Linked DNA regions of Zea mays: region 2 is linked to region 1. Evidence: chromatin contacts called from public Hi-C data. All regions are on one chromosome and are shown on one strand. Each heading gives the region's core, a stretch centred on a gene start, on an enhancer-like site or on the middle of the called end of the contact. The rest is flanking DNA. Distances are from core to core; before and after follow the strand shown.

Region 1 (3,576 bases), core at 340-2,839:
CGATTTTGTGTTCATGTTGACTTTGGATGGTTTTTACCAAATCTATTTTTATAGAAGAGGGTTGAAAAGCTGATTGGTTGGCAGTACGGAACAACTTTTGGTGACCGGAAGCTAAAAAAAGCTGAAACAAACATGGTCTTTGCCTTTCTAGGTTTATACTAAGTTAAACTATTTAAAATTTGACCAACAATATATATAAGATTAAATTATTTTAAACTAAAAGAGTTATAGTTCAATTTACGATGAATCTAGTAATCGGTCAGAGTTAATAATGATTGATTTAGAACAAACTAAAAAGATGAGCTTACGTGGACAGAGGGAGTACTACTTTTGATGTTTGTAATATTTCTTAGTTATTAGAGACAATACTCAAAAGTTGTGCTTTGCTTGTTACTATTGCACATTTGATCAAAAAAAATTATGCAGGTGGAATACCCAGTTGTGAAATCCTGGATCGGCCCGCTGTGAACTCTGGTTACCGTGCGATCTGGCTATCGAGAGTCGGCCGGCGTACCTAGACGTATGTAGGTGTCGGCAAAGAAAAAACCGCTTTCTTTGTGTGTTTTCCCCCCTGATCGAGAGTCGGCGTCAGGCGACACGGACCAAGCACCGTACTTCTAGACGGTACGTATGTAGGTGATGGCAAAAAAAAAAAAGGCGCATTTTTGTGTGTTTTTTCCCTGAACAAGTAATCCATCTGTCGGCAGCGAATGAGTGAAAATAAAAGAACATCCTCGGATAGCTTAACCACGGGCCTTCGATCTCATATACTAGCATATACTAGCAAATACGCCAAGAGCATGTCCGCGCTGGAAATCGGTGGAGTAGGCTAAAGTTGGCACTTTGGCAACAGAGGTTCAGGTTCGAATTCAACTTCTTACCAAAACGGGCGACCACCAAATGCACCTCTCTTCTCGATGACTTGGTCGATCTGGAGATCGGAGTAGTGCCGGAGGTGAAGACGCGAATGAAGATAGTAGAAGGAAATTAAAACCGGCCGGCCGTCGATGGTGTACGTCGTCGACCTTCTTCTTCTATTCTAGTCATGCAGGATAGCCGGGTAGGTGACGAGGCGCCTGGCGCAGGCGGTGCAGGCGAACCTCCGCTTGGTCCTGCGGCAGAGCGGCAGGCAGCAGAGCGCCCACTCGGCCTCCACGTCCGTGGCCGCCACCACGCCGCCGCAGTAGGGGCAGCTCCCGGGCGCCTTCTGCACGCCCAGCACCTTCTCCGCCTTGCCGCACAGCAGCATAACCGCCGGGCCGGACGACGACGACGCCGACCCTACTGCGGCCGCGGCCATCCCCGCCATCGTACCTATCGCGATATCGATCCCGGCCTCTCTCTTTCTATGTGACTGTGAGGGACGTACAATACGAGTATAGGACACACCAGCTAGCTAGCTAGCTGAGGCTCTCCTCTCGCAGGTGCTTGACCGCAGGCAGGACGACGTGTGTGTTCGCTCGGTGCTTCTTTGGGCTAGCTAGCTAGCTAGCTGCTAAGGACAAACATCACGTCACGGGTGCTGTGCCGGGGGTACCGTACGTGCAGTGCAGCAAGCGCGCGCTGGCCGGCGAGCGAGCTGTGCGCCGGTGGGGCTCGCGTGTTAACGCCGGTGGGGTTATCGCAATTAATTCTCTCCTGCCTCTGTGGTTGGTGCAGTTGCCGACTTGCCGTGGCTGTCTTTACGGCGGCGTGCGCGTGAGCTCTCGCTGGGATTTACCGTCGTATGTGGGCACCGCACTGCGTGCCCAGTGCGGCTCTCGTCAGCCGACTCTGTCGTCGTCGTCGTTGCGGGCGTGGAGAGCCGATCGGACGACTGGACGAGGGGGCGAAACACGCGCGCGCGTGGTGGCGTCGTCGTCGAGTGCGGGTTGACGTGAGGGCCGCCGGCCGCGCGGGGCGGCAAAGCAAACTGCGTTTGCATGGCTCGGCGCGCGGTGGACGGGGACAGCTGGACAAGAGGACGCGGCGGAGATGCGCGCGCCGGCCGGGCCGCTTTTGCTTGGGCTTATTTGGACCGGTCACATGTACTGCTTGGCGCTGTGAGGGCCTGTGGGGGTGCGCGGCGTAGTGGCTAGCCTGGGCACTGGGCAGGGTAGTATCCCACGTCCTTCATTTCAATTGGTGCGCGTCGTTGCATGACCTGGGTCTCCACTCTCCAACCTCATCATCATCATGCCTGTGTGGCTGTGTCCCACACACCGTGCCCGTACATGTATACTGTCCCCAGTCCCCAGGATGTCTATCTTTTACATTGGAAACTTAGGACTGTTAGCTTCGAATTAAAAACAATTGTGCACTGATGTAGATGTAATCTATAGAAACAAAAATATTGTAGATGCAGTAGAAACCGGTACAGATTAAATCCAAATGAACAGTTGTCTCTATATCTATCCTTTATAGATTTTTATAAAAGTTTCTTTCTCTCTATCTAATTTTTCTCTCTAGTAACATTATCTATATATTGTCCTCTCTACATCAAAAGCACATAATATTTTAGTTTTGTTTAATTTGTTATCTAAAATATAAAAATAATTAGAGGAGAGAAGAGAAAGTCCATACATATACCATGTGATTGGTAGCCCGGCCGGCTATGTGCAGGCTCAGCGGGTGCATTGACTATGGTCGTGCACGTGATTGGTCCCCTGCTTAGGATGAGACGAGTCTGCTCACGCGCATGCAGCACAGTTAATTTTTTAGCTCCCGCTTGCACGCGTGGGTATACGGGGAGGAGGCTTCTCTGCTAGTCTAGGTCGGCACGAGCCTAGCACTCGTGGGCACTGAAACCAATCACGCGGATAGAGGATGAGTGGAGTGTCTATTTAGAGAGAGTTTTAGAGGATATTTTTAGAGACTATATAGGAGAAAATATTCTCTATATTTAGGATAGAGGAACAAATAGAGTCTAGGTCTTAATCTTATACACATGTTTCTTATGTACCTATATTAGATATGTTTACGAAGCTTGAGCAACCTAGAGCCAAAGTTGTTCCGCCAGCGGCTGTTGTGACTGCCAGCAGCTTGCGAAAGCAGCCCGCCAAGCTCAGCCACATAGAGCCAAAGTTGTTTCGCCAGCAGCTTGCGAGAGCAGCCAGCCCTACAACCAGCCGCAAGAAGGGCAACTGGCTGTAGCTACAATTCTAGCTAGTAGTGTTGCATTGCCATGCCACCGGCCACCACTTCTGGACTATAAATTAAAATCAGTCCAATCTCAATTGCATTCCCATTCCCAGTTAAACTTCAACAATGTTCTCCTTTACAACCAGGTAGCTAGATTAAGCTCCAGGTGTGGTTATTTACAATGGAAGACCACCACGTAAGTTTGCCAAAGATCGTGGTAGATGCATCACCAGCATCAACGTCTCGGGGACACACAAACTTGTGAACGTTGGGCCCGGACAGTCTGCGTGCCCCAAGATTAGATTAACTCGGTTGATTATTGTTGACGCCTTTTGGGAGCGCCAATTACTCAAGAAGAACCGTGGCGGTGCCCTCTGCACAGGGGCGGACGGTCCGCGCGTGGGGCCGGACGGTCCGCGGCCTGGTGCGAGGCGCGGTGGTACTCTCTGGTCAGGG
Region 2 (3,576 bases), core at 277-2,776, 140 kb before region 1:
TGCAACCAGTGACCTTCCTGGCTAACTGGGATGTCAATTAGGCGTCAAATGTTCTGACGCATGCAAATTGAGGGATACTTCTAAATCTCTCTAGCTCTAGAGTTCAATGTTAGCAGTAAGAACATCCAAATGATCGTTACCCATATTTCGCCATTCTAGCTATCTCGAGGATGTCACTCGAGTAAAACAACAAAACAATATTTTACTCATCTTTCGTAATAATTTGACTCTGATGCATGCTTCGTAATAATTTTTGATGCTAGGTCCGCTCCTCTCGACGTGCGGTGGGGTCTAGCCCACCTCGCCGGGCCAGCGGGTCGCGGCATCGCGGGCTCCTCCGATCGAGGATAACTCTGAGGGCCGCGACGACTTGCTCTGGTGGCGCGACCTCGATCGCTGCCACGCCGGTGAAGTCTCCATCGTCGTCGCTCAGATCAAATAAATGCTCGAGGACCTTTTCTCATAACAGTATATCACATATTTATACATAAGTTATCGTGATATTATATATTCCCGTTGCAACGCACGGGCACTCACCTAGTTTGTGAAATAAGCGACATGTCAATGTTGGGTGGGTTTTGAACCCACGGCCTCATGATTGAAGGAAGTGGTTATTACCACTACAACACATGAGTGTTTGTGATAGATTGAAGTTAGATATTATTAATATATATGTATACTAATAAGTGGAAAATAAAACCTTACAATTGTGTTAGAATAAACATCCCATTAATCATAGTTTGCATATATCATATATAAAAAAAATAAAAAGATTGAATCCTGGTCATCTGAATATAGGCTCCTCTCATCTAACCACACTAGATGTCTTGTTTGATTGTGTTTGTAGGAAGTGTTGGTTTAGAGTTGAGTATGGACCTTAAATACATCTAAAGTCGATCGACGACTACATAGATGTATATAGTTAGTAGGCAGTGAGTGGTTGCTGTACCTAGCCTGTGGACGGTGGGCATGCTGGATTGACGAATGCTTCTCCTACACGACTTTGCTCTAGATAAAGTAATACTCATGTAATATAGAAACCATAACAATGCATATACTCATGACTAGTTCATATTTAAATGACACTACAAATAAGAACGAGATAACGAAGATGGTCACTATCTAAACAATGGCGCATCTAACAGCCTAACCACACTTTTGGGTATTACTATTTGTGTTGTTTCCTCTTTATTTGGGATGCTGCTTGAGATGGAGGATCATGTCTATTCACCGTTTTTCGATCCTAGCTATCCAGTCAAAACCTTCCCACACGCGCGCACACGGTGACCGATCGAGCCTAAAGATCTAACGGTAAGTCGGTAACTACTGCCTTGTATGTCCAACACTTTACCACGGAAGCGACCATATCGCCTTGTCGGTGTGGCGTCGTGCAATTTGCAACGACACTGCAGCAGCCCAACAGGAGCCTACTGCGTGCAATTCTTTGACCAGTTGCGGAGTCTCTTTATCCATGTCAAGGCCATCCTTGATCAGCGTGCATGCATTTGCGCCATGGCCCATGGCTACCTCGAGCTTGCACGCATTTATCTAGTCTAGAAGCTAGCTAGGGCTCAGGTTGTACTACCTACAGTACGTTGCCGTAGCCACACAAGGATACGACAGTGTTTGCACGTCGCGGCCTGCAGCTAGCTACCTGCAACTGTGTACGCCGCCCCTCGGATTCTCTACGTCCATCGTCGTACCACCATGCTCTAGCTGATTAACAGCTAAATTAAGTGGCGAGTCGTCTGCGATTATCTTATTAAGGACCTCCTATATATAACTATCTCTTCTGCTTCTGTTCTCGCACTTCGTTTCTGATAGTTTGCGTCAGCTACCAGCAGATCTTTGTAGAAAACCAAAGGAACAGAACAGGCTAGCGTGGCCTAAGCTGCAGCTGTCAGCGTCGCCGTCGCCGCCGCCGCCGCCGCGATGATCACCGGGCGGGACATCTACGACGTTCTTGCGGCGATCGTGCCGCTGTACGTGGCCATGTTCCTGGCGTACGGGTCGGTGCGGTGGTGGGCCATCTTCACCCCGGACCAGTGCTCCGGCATCAACCGCTTCGTGGCCGTCTTCGCCGTGCCGCTGCTCTCCTTCCACTTCATCTCCAGCTGCGACCCCTACGCGATGCAGTACCGGTTCCTGGCGGCCGACTCGCTGCAGAAGCTGGTCATCCTGGCGGCGCTGGCCGTGTGGCACAACGTGCTCTCCCGCTACCGCAGGGGCGCGGCGGCGTCGTCGCTGGACTGGACCATCACGCTCTTCTCGCTGTCCACGCTGCCCAACACGCTGGTGATGGGCATCCCGCTGCTCCGCGCCATGTACGGCGACTTCTCGGGCAACCTCATGGTGCAGATCGTGGTGCTGCAGAGCGTCATCTGGTACACGCTCATGCTCTTCCTCTTCGAGTACCGCGGCGCCAAGGCGCTCATCTCCGAGCAGTTCCCGCCCGACGTCGGCGCCAGCATCGCCTCCTTCAGGGTCGACTCCGACGTCGTCTCCCTCAACGGCCGCGAGGCGCTGCAGGCGGACGCCGAGGTCGGCAGCGACGGCCGCGTCCACGTCGTCATCCGCCGCTCCGCCTCCGCGTCCACCACGGGCGGCGGCCACGGCGCCGCGCGCTCCGGCGCCGGGTACCGCCCCTACGGCCCGTCCTCGGCCATGACCCCGCGCGCCTCCAACCTCACCGGCGTCGAGATCTACTCGCTGCAGACCTCGCGGGAGCCCACGCCCCGCGGCTCCAGCTTCAACCAGTCCGACTTCTACGCCATGTTCAACGGGAGCAAGATGGCCAGCCCGCTGGCGCAGCCCGGCGCCGCACGCGCGCCGGGGCTCGACGAGCAGGTGGCCAACAAGTTCGCGTCTGGGAAGGGTGGCGACGCCGCGGCGTACCCCGCGCCCAACCCCGGCATGATGCCACCGCCACGGTACGTCGGTCTACTGTCCCCAAGTTTTTTCGTTTTTTGTTCGCTAGTGCTCGCTTCCTTGAAATTTGTCTTATATATGCTAATAATGATGATAAACTTGGCTCTCTTAGTCTCTTTACATTTGGCAACGATGTTTACTCCAGGAAGAAGGAGCTGGGCGGCTCCAACTCCAACTCCAACAAGGAGCTGCACATGTTCGTATGGAGCTCCAGCGCGTCGCCCGTGTCGGAGGCCAACCTCCGCAACGCCGTCAACCACGCCGCCTCCACCGACTTCGCCGCCGCGCCACCACCGTCGATGCCGGTCGACGGCGCCACCCCAAAAGGTGATAGACCATACCAACATTTTCTTCCTCTGTCACCACAACATTCTCGTTAGCGCTGAAACTGATATACGAGTTGTCTGTCCCTGCGTGTCATGCATGCATCAGGCGTGAGTGGGACTGTCACGCCGGCCAAGAAGCCGGACCCCGCGGCCAACGGCGGGGACCTGGAGATCGAGGACGGCCTCAAGAGCCCCGCGACGGGGCTGGCCGCCAAGTTCCCCGTGTCGGGCTCGCCGTACGTGGCCCCGCGCAAGAAGGGCGCCGACGCGCCGGGGCTGGAGGAGGCCGCGCACCCGATGCCGCCGGCGAGCGTGATGACGC

The links. Hi-C and Micro-C count contacts between places; a contact is called where the count stands out from the background.
Region 2: a Hi-C map of ear shows a contact between it and region 1, with 3 times the contacts expected there. The contact joins the promoter of LOC109942375 here to the promoter of LOC100277450 in region 1. A contact is called at or near these places in 3 of 25 Hi-C or Micro-C datasets (ear, leaf and tassel).

The regions. Positions count from the first base shown.
Region 1 is chr9:111,059,239-111,062,814 of Zm-B73-REFERENCE-NAM-5.0, reverse strand. It overlaps LOC100277450, which reads right to left and starts at 1,589. Exons shown (of 1, transcript XM_008661654.4): 1 at 712-1,589. The coding sequence starts at 1,309. The coding sequence ends at 1,040.
Region 2 is chr9:111,196,908-111,200,483 of Zm-B73-REFERENCE-NAM-5.0, reverse strand. It overlaps LOC109942375 (auxin efflux carrier component 2), which reads left to right and starts at 1,526. Exons shown (of 7, transcript XM_020544317.3): 1 at 1,526-2,930; 2 at 3,074-3,255; 3 at 3,361-3,576. The coding sequence starts at 1,933.